3 separate regions of the Zea mays genome follow, and all the other regions are linked to region 1. A link is a contact called in public Hi-C data. All regions are on one chromosome and are shown on one strand. Each heading gives the region's core, a stretch centred on a gene start, on an enhancer-like site or on the middle of the called end of the contact. The rest is flanking DNA. Distances are from core to core; before and after follow the strand shown. Region 1 holds the start of LOC100502312 (DUF707 superfamily protein). Region 2 holds the start of LOC109944078 (B3 domain-containing protein Os07g0563300). Region 3 holds the start of LOC100383287 (putative translation initiation factor family protein).

What was found. A called contact is a pair of places that touch in the nucleus more often than the background predicts.
Region 2: a contact with region 1 is called in a Hi-C map of leaf, with 2.2 times the contacts expected there. The contact joins the promoter of LOC109944078 here to the promoter of LOC100502312 in region 1.
Region 3: a Hi-C map of leaf shows a contact between it and region 1, with 6 times the contacts expected there. The contact joins the promoter of LOC100383287 here to the promoter of LOC100502312 in region 1. A contact is called at or near these places in 2 of 25 Hi-C or Micro-C datasets (both in leaf).

Annotation. Positions count from the first base shown.
Region 1 is chr2:212,328,251-212,332,700 of Zm-B73-REFERENCE-NAM-5.0, reverse strand. It overlaps LOC100502312 (DUF707 superfamily protein), which reads right to left and starts at 2,315. Exons shown (of 16, transcript NM_001363263.1): 1 at 2,002-2,315; 2 at 777-883; 3 at 534-653; 4 at 404-439; 5 at 151-285; 6 at 1-9. The coding sequence starts at 623. LOC100384761 reads right to left here. Exons shown (of 5, transcript NM_001177219.1): 4 at 3,838-4,450; 5 at 2,501-3,420. The coding sequence ends at 2,788.
Region 2 is chr2:211,823,783-211,828,232 of Zm-B73-REFERENCE-NAM-5.0, reverse strand. It overlaps LOC109944078 (B3 domain-containing protein Os07g0563300), which reads right to left and starts at 2,223. Exons shown (of 12, transcript XM_020548583.2): 1 at 1,779-2,223; 2 at 1,381-1,462; 3 at 1,179-1,280; 4 at 1-708. The coding sequence starts at 2,122.
Region 3 is chr2:212,607,249-212,611,698 of Zm-B73-REFERENCE-NAM-5.0, reverse strand. LOC100383287 (putative translation initiation factor family protein) reads right to left here and starts at 1,800. Exons shown (of 9, transcript NM_001175947.1): 1 at 1,650-1,800; 2 at 985-1,112; 3 at 288-349. The coding sequence starts at 1,090.

The DNA of each region.
Region 1 (4,450 bases), core at 1,066-3,565:
TTTAGACTTCTGCTAGGAACAAAACACTCAGAGCATTAAATAATGGTTAGGAGGTGGGAACAGCTAATGATTGTTGAGTTTGAAAAGTGAAACCAACAGAAATACTGTACCGGACTCAAAAGTCCATCAGGTATATTGTACTTAACTAACCTTTGACTGCGCACTTGTTGTCAACCACAACGGTTTCAACTTCATGTCGGAGTTAGACTCCACTATACCATGGGGTAAATAACCAATCCTAACCTCAGCTTTTTGGGGCAACTTAACAGCATCTCTGTCAGAGACCTGATGTTTACATTGGAGCACAAATCATAATTAGAAACAGAGGAAAATCTGCATTTGGATTAATAGGGGGAAAAGCCAAATCTTCTGGTGTTTTTAACGAAAAAATGCGTTCACCTACCGTCACTGTATCAAATGGATGGGATTTTGCTTCCGACTGTAAAGTTGCATAATCACATCAGATTAATCTTTTAGGTATATTTACGTTCACAGAACCCTGTTTCAATAAACCAGGGGATACTGGTTGTTACCGATGTCTGCTTATGTTGAAAGCTAGCCATGTTGTACACCAGGAATATGATGATCACGCACAGGACCAACAGATGCAACCGCAGTTTCATCTTAGGACACCTACCGCCCCCCTTACCATTCTGTACGATCAAAAGTAGGTAGCAATATAGTATCATGACCTCGCACTCAACCAACCCTTTAAGGGTTCAGAAAATGTAGATGTCACTAGTAAGTAATCATCAAAAGAACACAAGCAAACTCACCTTATCTTTCAAGGCACTAGCTTTCTGTGTGCAACTGGAAACAGATGGATCGCCTTCTTATGGTGTCAAGAAGCAACTCAAGCAAGTCAGGTTCATTTCATGACGCCCTGCTTGCAGGATGGCAGGTCATAAAAAAACAGCACAATGAATAATGCCATTATTTTTATAATGGAAAAAATGGCTCATCACGTTTCATTCTGGGTGGTCCCGAAATATGTTCTAAGTAAAGATTTGGCGTGTTGCTCAAGTTCAGGCATACCACACAGAACAAAGGAGAAATTTCTTAACATATAACATGGAACACCATTGTATTTGATGGAGCCAGGCGGCCAGGCCTAGAAGAGGTAGTACACCATCCGTGTTAGTCAGATTTGTTAGTACACAATCCGTGTTAGGCACTTAAAATATGTTGGGCTGTTTGTTAGTCAGGTCTTACCATGTCTTTTGTAAGCTTTAGAGTTTTAGTGGTTTTGTCTACGGTCTCCTATTTTGTCCGGGATAGGAGACTATCATGTAACGGACTTTTCTTCTTCTTAATATAAAGATACATAGCTCTCCTATATATTCAAGAAAAAATATTAAAAATACACTTTTTTAGTTCCAGAGACCTGTCCCAGCCGAACTTTGCAAAAGGACCAAAACACCTCACACAGGACACATTGATCACACAGTCAAACAACCTGAAATCAACAGGTTCCAGGCGCGCGCGCACACACACATCAGATAAGAAAAATACTTTAGCATCGCTTTCTCCAAATTTTGCTGGTGAAACGGAAAAGGAGAGGAAGTTGACAAGGGGGCGAAATCTCGAACGAATAGATAGATGAACGTCTGGCGCAAGCATCATGCATGATCTCGCTTTTGTTTGTTCGGAGTGCAGCAGTGCCCCCTCGAAGCAAATTGACGGCAAAGGGATGTGACGCGCGCATCGATGCCGAGGCCCAAATGGGGCGGGAACACTGACGCGCCTGCCGAGACCGAATTACGCTACGCTCTATGAAGTATGACTGTATGAACCCAACCTTCTCCAGTTTACAGGTCTGGGGGCACCTCGGGATAACGAGGGCGCCCCAACCCCAAGAGATCGTTTCCCAAATCCCAATTACAGACAGGTAAGAGCACCCAAGTCCCAAGGCACGATCAGAACCAATCCATGATATACCAGGTGCAGTAGCACACGGATATCTGAACAATCGGATTGAGTGAGGAGAACAAAACGAATTACCACGGCGGCGGGAGGAGCCGGAGATGATGCCGCGGCGAGCGGGAGGCCTCGGAGCTGAGCGCGCAATGGGCGGTGGTGGAGCGCCACTCGTCACACGAGCGGGCGCCTTGGCAGCGAGGGCACCGGTGGTGCTGATTGTGTCGTGGGAATGGCTAACGAAACATCTCGCGGTGCCGGAGCCCGGAGGGATTGGGAAATGTTGGGTGGGAGTTGGGACGGGGCACGGGCACGGGCACGGGCGGAGGCGACCGCGGGAAGGAGCGAGACAGCCGAGAGCGCGAGAGGAACGGCGATGCTCACAGCTCGCTCGCGCGCGCGCCCCACGCGGCCTCCTCCGCGACCGGGTTTTCCGCTCGGTTTATTGGTTCATCGTCGCTGCGCTGCGCTGGCGCGTGTGCTAGACGGTGACGCACGGCCCACGAGCGGATCGCCATCAGCCCATCCCTGACGTTGCTCTTATCTGGTTCAGTGTGACAGACTGATGATAGGTAACTTCGGTGTTCAAGCATCAGTTCACATGGTATAACAACTTAAACTACTATAAGCATTACATGGTCAGATATGTATAGCCTAACTCGGATAATCTCAATATAAAAATGAGGGTTCCCTTCTAATTGTCCTTACTCCTTACAAAACAACATCAGAAACAACTAACCCTTCCTGTTACATCAGTTTGAATACTGGGACAATAACTTTTTTTTGTCAGGTAAACAAACCGGAAGGGAACAGCCTATGATATATGGTTAAGCTGTACACAGTTTCACCGGCATTGAGCTGATGGTAGCTTCACCGCCGGCTCCTCTTGCCCCCTTTGCTGGAGCTATCATCATGTGCTTCCACACTCCTCTTCCTGCCTTTGCTGGGGCTATCTACCTGTGCCCCAGCGCTACTTTTCCTGCCTTTGATGGGGCTATTTTCCTGTGCCCCAGCAATCCTCTGCCCACTCTTTGGAGGCCGACCCACACCCCTCTTCTTGGCTGGCTCATTTCTCTTTGTAGTCTTTTGATTAGCCAGCTCATCACTGCAAGGTCTCTTGCCATCCCCTTCCTTGGCAGCAGCATCCCTTGAAGAAACCTTGCTTGCCCTTGCATCCCCAGAGTGCAAGCTTGTTCTTGAAAAATGCAGGGCTCGAGCATTCTTCTTTATTACAGGGGCACCAGCTGTTCTGGTCTCTCGATGGCTTTTCAAGAACAAGCTTGCACTCTGCTTCACAGTTTTGCATGCAAAGTCACGAAGCTCAACCGCAGCCATGTGCTCTAATGTAGTCTTCGGATAGAAGGTTATTACATTATTGATGAAAATAAGTATATCTCTCAAAAGCTCCTTGGTGCCAGAGATTGCGCCACTCTTGATCTTAGAGTGAAGCATTCGGAAGTCCATATGCCGGCGAATCATCTTCTTATATCTAGCTCTTTTCCTCTGTATATATAGACGAATGGTAAGGAGTCAGATGAAATTCAGACCATAAGTGTTCACGCTATTTCACAGACCTTGAGAATGATTTGATGGAACAATTAACTTGAAAAGTAAAACAATCAACTATAGCCAGCTAGTGAGAAAATAACCATCATTAAAACCCCACAAAAATCTTAGCTGAGTAACTAGCAGGAAAAAAAGTGGAACAGTTTTAATAGTAGTCTTAAAATTATTAGCACCCACATGAAGTATCCCATCTCTCAAATGACCTAAGGAGTCATTATAGTACACACACACACACAGAGAGAGAGAGAGAGAGAGAGAGAGAGAGAGAGAGAGAGAAGAGAGAGAGAGATAATTTAGACCATCACTGAGGCACTGCAAAAACAAAATTGATGAAACTCGGTGAACCTATCATACCTGGGTATCAAGTTGGTGTTGCAACATTTTGCAGTCATCTTGAGTTGATATAGTATTCAAAATCTCTGCCAGCTTTAGTTTAACGCTCTCAATCACAGGCTGGCAACATTCTGCCTTTGGAGATCTCAAGCCCTTCTTCGTAACATCAGATCCTGCTTTGGGAGTTTTCCAGTCCATAACATCAGGTTCTACTTTCGGTATTTTCATCCCCTTCTTCATACCATCAGACTCTGCTTTAGAAGTTCTCACGCCCTTCTTCATCATATCAGATTCTGTTTTGGGAGCTTTCAAGCCCTTCTTCATTATACCAGATCCTACATTTAGGGTTTTCAAATCCTTATTCATCACATCAGATTCTACCTTTGGAGTTTTCACACCCTTCTTCACAACAACTGATTCTAAGTTTTGAGTTTTGAAGTTCTTCATGCAGCCTTTGGACAAACCCTCCCCCTGTATGCATGCTGTAGATGTAGGCTCACCATCCCCACTACTATCACCAGCTTTCAGAAGTGTCCTTCTAGCTCTCATTACTCTTTGTTTTCTAGAACCCCAAAGCAAGCCATCTTTGGGACCGACCTTTTCAACTTGGGCCTGGGGATATGACTCGTCTGGT
Region 2 (4,450 bases), core at 974-3,473, 500 kb after region 1:
CATTTGTGCTTGGAATTCATTATAACCAGTTACAGTGTGAGAATAGAATTGTTTCTGCAATGGGGAGGAAGCCATTTGTGCTTGCTGCTGAGTTGGTGCAATTCTGATATGGTCTTTCGGTCCATTCTGTGATGGAAAATTAGAAGCCAGTGCAACTGAAAGAGATGGTGGATCATCCTTTAAATTAGACGGATGATGTGAATCAAGCTTGAAGCCAGCATCCACACTTGTAGAAGCTTCGGGCATCGCCACTTTCCTAGAAGACGAAGAGTCATTTTCTCCGCCATGGTGACTAGAATCATGAAGATTATTTGGATGTGATCCATCTCTGTGATAGAGGGTATAAGAGTATGCTGGATCCATATTGGTGGGCTGACCATGCCCATTGGGATCTCTCTCCCTCATAATGTGGATCATGCCCGCAGGAGTTATTGGTCTGTCATGCATGTCATCAGATTTCCTTTCCTGGGCATGAATAAAAGTGCGCCCAGGAAGTAACTTTTCACTACCACTAGGCCTATCAAACTCAAAAGCTAGACGCTGCTGCAAATCTGACTGTATACTGGACATGCTCCACAGATTAGTCTGTCTCCACTGACTTGAAATTTGCCCAGCAGGAGGTCTCCAACTCTTTACAGGAATGTCTTTTCTGTCAGATACATTTTGAGAACTATGAATAGGGTTGGTCCATACCGGACTTGGTGGTGCCTACGAAGCACAAGAGCCAAGGTGTTAATCAGGGATCAAAACATGAACAAAATTTGAGGAGAACAGAATATTAAACACCCACTATTCAGTTCATATAAATGGAAATCTCTTCAATATGAAAAAATCAACATCCTCTAAGTAAATAGTTGTCTGCTTCAGTAAATAGCATTAGCATGGTCTCAATAAATGTGTGACATCCTTGGCATAACTAAGTTAATTAATGGTACTAGCATGTAGAAGAGATATTAGCAACATGGTATCCACCTAACTAATGCTGTCAAACAAATAGCATAACTGAAGTCTAAAACGCAAGTGACATACTGAACACTGAAATGCGCTCCTTCAAAAACTTAATAGCCAGCAAGCAGCCATGGGTACAAGTGGCTCATGTTGCATGCACTTAGCACCCCCATCCCATCGTCCCCAGTAATAGTAAATTCTCTGACAATTGAAAAAAATTCACGACATACCATGGCAGCACGGGTGCTCCGAGCACACTTGGCGCAGTCAACCCCACCAGCGTCACGAAGCTGATACTTGTGGATGGACACGATGCAGCCACAATGTACCCTCTGCTCAATAAGAACACAAACGCACACGCCGATCAACCAACAATTAGAAAAGCCGAATAATGGTCACCAGTAGGCGTAATCAGCATGCAGAAGCAGGTACCCTCCCGCAGGATTCACAGTTCCTCCAGCCGCCCTCTTCGGAATGGAACGTTTCGCAGTATATCCCCTGTTCAAACTGAGAACTGGCCACAGAGCACAGAGCGAGGGTAGCAGCAGTAAGCGGCATGCATGCATGCATCACGATTCACGAATAAAGAGTCGCACGCAAGTCAAAACACCCAAACAAGCCACACCAACTTTACATAAAACCCCCGCGTATACCGCGAAATCGCAACGACGTGGCGATCACTCCACGTAGATCCGGTGGGCGCCATAGGCGAATCCGCCCTCGACGGCGCGAGCTTCCTGGACACGATTCGAGCATGCGCGACAGCTCGCAGACGGCGCGTTTTGAGCGGAGAGGGAGAGGAAGGTGGTTAAGGGAGGGGCGGCACGTACTAGCATCTCCCGCAGAGGTCGGCGTACACGGAGTAGGGCGGGCCCGAGCGGACCTTCCACCCGCGGCGGCCGAAGGAATTGGGGTCGGGGTCCTTGCAGTAGGAGTTCCAGCAGATCGGGCCCCGGTACAGCGGCGGCTGCGTGCCCAGATTCAAGAGCTGCGCCGGCATCGGCAGTTGCGGGCCGGAAGCGGGGCCCGGCGGCTGCGGCTGCGGCTGGATAGATGGCAGCTGCACCGAGATGGGGGTCGCGGAGACCGTTGCGGGCGCGGCAGTGGGGGCCGCGGCGGCTGGCGGCGGGGGAGGCTGCACCGGCGGCGCCTGCTGGGTCGCCGGGGACGACATGGCCGAGCGCCACACCGAGCCGGCGGCCGCGCTGTGAGGCGAGGGGGTTGGGGGAGGGGGGGCGTGAGAATCGTGGAGGCGATAGGAATAAGACGACGATGGGCAGAGGACGAGACGGAGGAGGTGAGGCTTTTAAAGCAGCGGCAGTAGTGCTACCGTCTGCTGCTGCTACGTGTACACTGCCTCGTAGTATATAGGTCTGTCACCACATCACTGCGTATATCTTCGTTAGGCTAGCAAGTGTTTGAGATTATAATATACCGCCATTATATAATACAACAAATTTTGACATATCATAATACTAAACAAACACCCTCTAAGTCTAATGTAACCAGTTTATCTTCTATTTTTAATTTTGTACTCAGTAAACAATATAGTAGTACATCACTACAGCCTACAGATATAGACAGTACAGTAATTTTATCCTTTTCACTATTTTGAAATACGAAAAAGATCCAAATCCAAAACGCAAAGGTCGTCTTATTTAAAACTTCAATCATCCTCTCTCTCCCACTTCACACCTTAGAACGCACTGTTCTTATTCTTATAGAGAGAAAGGTGTTTTCTCATCTTCTTAACTCGAAATGAAATGGCTGAGGAAAAGAAGGTTCCTTTTGAATTATTTCCCTCCCCTAAGCCGAGTCTGCACCCTGTTCACTAAACCTAGACTGTTTCCTTCTAGGTTCATTATCACTAACCTAATTAAATCATCAACGTGACGGCGTTGTGCGCCGAGAGCAACCGATAAATCCAACCACTTCTCTCCTCCTGTAGTCCTGTTATCCCACAGCTCGTAGGCGAACTGTCTGGGTCGTGGTAGCGACCTTTTGCACCTTCTCCCGTACGTCCCGCGAGAATCGTGCATGCATAGAGATATTATTATCACCTTCGTCCAGTCAACAAAATAAAATCTCCGAAATACCGAAAATTAAAAAAGGGGGGATTTGTTGACAATGCCCTCCAAATACCACTCGTCAATCAGCAATTCTTCTGGCTAGAGTATTCAATTTCAATCCCAGCCTGCAACGGCAAAGTCAAACGGAAACGGAGGAAAACGTGCTCGATCCACGCGTGCACGTTCGATCCCCAATCCCGCCCCCGTCCCCGGCCCCTTCTAGCACGGCTGCATGCGGCTGTAAAATAAACTAGCGAAAAGGACAGACGCCGTTGTATATATAATAGCCTCAATGCAATGCAACCCGCATCGAACAATAACGACGTGATAGCTAGAGTATATATTTAATAAAGTTGTTGAATGCTAGCTGATAATGGACGTAGCACTGGTGGATGAATAAACAGTACTAGTACGCCACAATCATGATGTAGAGAACGTACGTAGTTACGCTAGCGGCTAGCCTACAACGCAACAACGGAGCCCGACCCGGGGGCCCGTGGCGTGGCCGTGGCGATCAGGCTCTAACCAAGGCCGCTTGTTCCTAAAATGTAAATGATAACGGTAATAGTTCACAAGCGGTAATAAATTTGAATATCCTGATATCAATTCCTAGTATAATATTCTATTACGACTAGATTTAAACAAACATGATTTAACGTTATCTGTTACACATTACATTATAAATATATGAACCAAACAGCACCTAAATCGCAGCGAGGCAAGAGCCACGGTACGCCGAACACGTAGGACCTGCTTGCTTCCGTTTTTTATGTTATGGAGAATCTGGCTATAGGAATATTATCTGAGTATCGTAGTGATTATGTATAGGAAAAGATAAAAGTGTCTATAGGGTTCAGGATGTAGAAAGTGACGGTTTCCTATAGTCACAAGGACTCAGTCGATTTTGCGCATATTAATTTTGGACGATTTTGACTAAATTGATTCTCATAAAAGCGAGCTAAAATACTGGTCGTTTAGCAGTTTATAATAACTGTTGGTGGCCAAAAGCTAAAAAAAGATAAAACAAACATCGTCATAAGAGTAGTGTTGGAAATTGGGCTAGGTCTGCCTAAGCCCATCATGTTTTGGGCTAAATGGGCTCGAGCCAAGAAAGTTTAAAATTTTTTTGGCCCATACTGTGCAGACCAAAAAGTAAAAATAATTGACTAGCTTGGCTCTGTAACATTTTTATTGGGTTGTGCCGGCCCAAACCCAACCTATATATTTTAACCACATAAAATTCAAATATTATAATCACATAAATCTATATCTTACTAAATAAAAGATATTAAATATGTCGAGAGTCCACCGACCGGCTAGAATTTAAGACTCGATCTAGACCTATCTTCGATCATACTAACCTGTATTATATATACCGAATCGTACTTTAAACTTCTATTTTTGAACCGTTCCGGACCTAGCACGAGTGGTCC
Region 3 (4,450 bases), core at 551-3,050, 280 kb before region 1:
TTGTATGTCACAGTAATATATACTAATATCAAATAAACTCCCAGAAAGTTCCCTGAGCCATATATTTAACAAAATTGTACATGTATTGTAATGAATTTCGAACCTTCCAGAGCAGTTTGCTCACTAATGTACCAAATTCTAAAATGTGTGTATAATCATCAAATGCCGGAGTAATGTGGTGAACACATAAGCAGATACAGAAAGATGACACATAAAACTGACACCAAAGACATGACTTGGACCCAATGCTTGAAAACAAATATTATACTAGAATATGTGAATCACACCTGAACTCCGGATATAGCCTTCACAACAGTAGACTTTCCATGAGCCACATGGCCAATGGTACCTGAGATATTTGTAGAAAAAAAAATATTATGCTATCGCAGGAGTTCTCATTTCGCATAATTTGAATACATATACAGGCCATTTCCAAATCCATAATAAGCTTTACAAACAAAAGTGACTGATTGTTCATAAAATCACAGGTTTTTTTGTATTTATATGCATTATAGAATGCACCATGTACATTTCTATTAGACACAAATCATCATATAAAAAGTAACCACATATCTTACCAGTAAAAGTAGTGATGTGGGACAACAACAAATAACAAAGTTTCATCGCAATATTAGGTGAACATGACACATGAGATTTCAGTTCGGGAGAAAAAGCTTAAGCAGATGCATCCAGAAGGAAGAGGATGGGTCCAACATTTTAAGTATCAGAAAATAAGTAATAGCATAGACATGAAACTCAAGAATTATTAGTCATGAGGTACAGGGCTGCATGAAATGTAGGATTGCATGGTGCCACACACAAAGAGCTTAATGCTAGTGACGAATGGCTGGATCATTATTCTAGAGATCAAAATAGTTTTTGTGCATAAGAAAACTTAAAAGAAACAAAATAAATCAATAGATCAGGTGTGCTGACATCAAATCCGAGAACCATACAACCATGGTAAACAGATTGCATCCATACCAATATTGATTGTTGCTTGGCGTGAGATAACTTCAGGTGACAGTGGGTCAAGCTTTGTCACATCCAATTTGCTTAAGTCCTGTTCCATCAATCCACGGCGAGCCATCTTGGAAACCGCACAGTGGTAACTGGAAAGATAAACCTAGTGTCTTTGTTCAGTGCTTACTTACTCAACACTAACTACATGAGAAACAGCATTAAGCATTCTTCCTCTCTAGCATAGCATCGCCAATTGGGAACACATGGGCAGGCAAGACCAGCGATCAACACAAATTTCATAATATAATGACACAGATGCATCAAGTCCTAACTGCTAATCGCTACTCAGTGAGGTGCGAACTTAGCGTTGGATGGGCGTTCAAATGAACAAAAAATCTATTAACCGTTCTGGGAAATTTGGATCCGATAGCTCGTAGCAGAGCTAGTAAGAACAAATTGCGTCGAAGCAGGTCAGGGTTCCTTACCAATCAGGGGCGAGCCCAGTAAAGAACATGAGTGTACACATGTACATACGGTAATTTTTGCAGTAAAGTCGAAGTTAGTAAGCATAATATATTATGTTGTAGTATTAGGTCAGATCCGAACACAAATAACCAGATAACTTGAGTTAGGGTTTGGGTGCTCGGTTTCGCGCAGCACCAAGGGAAGAGACGGGATAGACATACCTAGCGGGTGCTCGTCGCCGGCAAGGGCCCGACGCAGACCTGGGCACCTGGAGTAGGGTTTAGTGTGGCGGCGGAGGTCGCCCAGTCGTCGCTAGTGGGAAGAGAGATTCCGCGAACGGCAGCCTGGGATCAAGCTGAGGCCCCAGCTCCGACCACCCACGCGTCTGCCGCATTTCAGTGTTGAGCTACATAGGCGGCCCATGTTGAGACCCCACTGTTGCTCACTCGGGGGGAAAAACAGCGGCCCAAATGCACAACACGCTGAGTTAGGCAAATATATACGTGGCCAATGGGCCGTGCCGTGCCAGCACGGCCCGAACCCGTCATGGGCCGGACCAAATTAGATGGGCCGAGGCACGGCACAGACACTATTAATTGTCAGGCCGTGCCGTGCCGGCACTTAGCCCTACGCCGTAGCCCAAGCCCGGCATTATTGGCTTTAATCGGGTCGTGCCGGACCATAGTGCTGTGCTGGGCTTTCGTGTCGTGCTGGCCCTATACCCACATGTCAAACATCCATGCAAATAGCAAATATGTATGTAATACACAGGTTCGATAACTAAGAATACAATATACAACTATGAACCATACAATACACTAATTTGTTCTCAACACAGCCATAGTGCCATACAAATACAAGTATACAATCATCAGGCATAGTGCTTTATAAAGATACAATAAGCATACAATAAACATAAGCATACAATCAGCCATAGTGCCATACAAGTACACAATAAACATAAGCATACAATCAGCCAACAGCCATAGTGCCACTGCCATACAAGTACACAATAAACATAAGCATACAATCAGCCATAGTGCCATACAAGTATACAATAATCAGGCATCAGCCAATCAGCCATACATGAGACATCAAAAAATAGATCACCGTACTTTATAAAGAGCTATTTAGATTGGTTGCCTCGTTAAAAACCTTTAGGTAAAACCCCATTTTAACTACATGGGGACAAAACCCTAAAGGAAAAAAGAGTACAACCTAGCTCTTTTAGTGATCATGTCCATCTCCACCACCAACACAAGTCGATCCTTCTTGTGCATCAAGATACATGTTTTCCATTAGCTCTTCAAGATCTTTGTTCTCAACACAGTGTTGCTGCCGAACAGCTGCTTGCTCCCAATCCTTGGACAGGGACAACATCTCCACATGTTCTGGTGTTAGACTTCATCGTCGTTCCTCGATCAACCTGCCACATAAACTAAAAGCTGACTCAGAAGAAATAGTGGATACAGGCACAGTTAAGACATCTTTAGCTAGAATTGATAAAATTGGATAGGTTCTTTTATGATCACGCCACCAACTAAGTACACTAAATGAATCATCAAACTCAGTAAGAGGATCACTATCTAGATAAGATGATAACTCAGAAATTGTGCTCGAAATAGGTGTGTTAAAAACAGTTCCAGTAGAAACAGACGGTGATGATGATGGAGTAGTCCTCACAAACAAGGGTTATGAGCAAACCTAATATATTCCTCAAAAGCATCGGTAGCACCAATGTTCAATGGAAGATCAAGTCTAGCAATCAACCGACACAACTGAGTCCTAGCATTTACAGGATCATACTCAAAATGATGCACATGACCATCAACAGTGTAATGTAAATGAGTTTGAGATAATGAACCAGCAGCCTCAGCCTTTCTAGTACAAGCAGCAACATGCCTCAATAAATGACCAGTACCACCAGTAGATTTAGCAGACAGTTCTACATTGCAAATCTTACATACGGCAGCATACCTGACTTGCTTACCATTTAAGATTTTGAATAGAGGCTTTAGATATTTCCAAACCTCAGATGTCGATGCTCTGGTTCTCATTCTCTTGTTGTCACCACCCGCGGTGCTCTCAAGACTTGCTCCTTCGCCATCCAAACTATTAGGACATGAGGGATTTGAACCCAACACTGTGTCTTCCCCTTCTGCATTGCAATTATTGTCAACATCATCACTAGACAAACCTGGAGAAAATAGCATTCCAATATTAGCCAACCAAATAGCCTCACTGTTATTACATGTTTCAGTTACACTAATTTTGAGAAAAATACAAAGCAAATATACGTACTAGCAACACACGCACGTACTAAAGCAACAGTATGTAGTAGCAACACACGCACGGGAAAGGAAACAGTACCATTTGAAGGGGAATTAGTCGATGGCGGCGTTGCTGCAGTAAAGGAGGCGGGAGCAGGAACAGGACGTAGTGCCGCGTGAGAGACGAGCGAGCGCCGAACCCGCTCCCTCTGCTGAGCACTCTATGCTTGGCGCGGTGGAAGAGATCCGAGCACCTCCTCGCGAGTCTCCATTAGAGGGCTTCTGGGCGGCTGGCGCTTGGCGCCTTGGCGGACTGCGGTCGATGCTGAAGGGCTTCTGGGCGGCTGGCGCTTGGCGCCTTGGCGGGCTGCTGAGCACTCGATGCTTGGCGCCTTGCTGGAGAAGTGGCGGCTGGAGGGCACTGGAGCCTGCCGAGTGGGTTGGCGCAGGTGGAGAAGTGGCGTCTGGCGCAGGTGGCGGCGGCTGTTGGCTGGCGCAGGTGGCGGCGGCTGGAGAAGTGGCGTCTGGCGGCTGGAGAAGTTGGCGTCTGGCGGCTGGAGAAGTGGCGTACTGGCGTCTAGCGTCGTGGCGAGGGAAACCCGCGGGCGGCGGCGGCTGGAGAAGTGGCGGCTGGCGGCTTAGGGTTAGGTTTTCGACCAACTGCGCTGCGGGCTGCGACTGTGCGTGAGACCGTGAGTGCGCTACGTACTGGCGTGGCGTATGCTGAGTGCGGAGTGCTGTGGGTTGTGGCC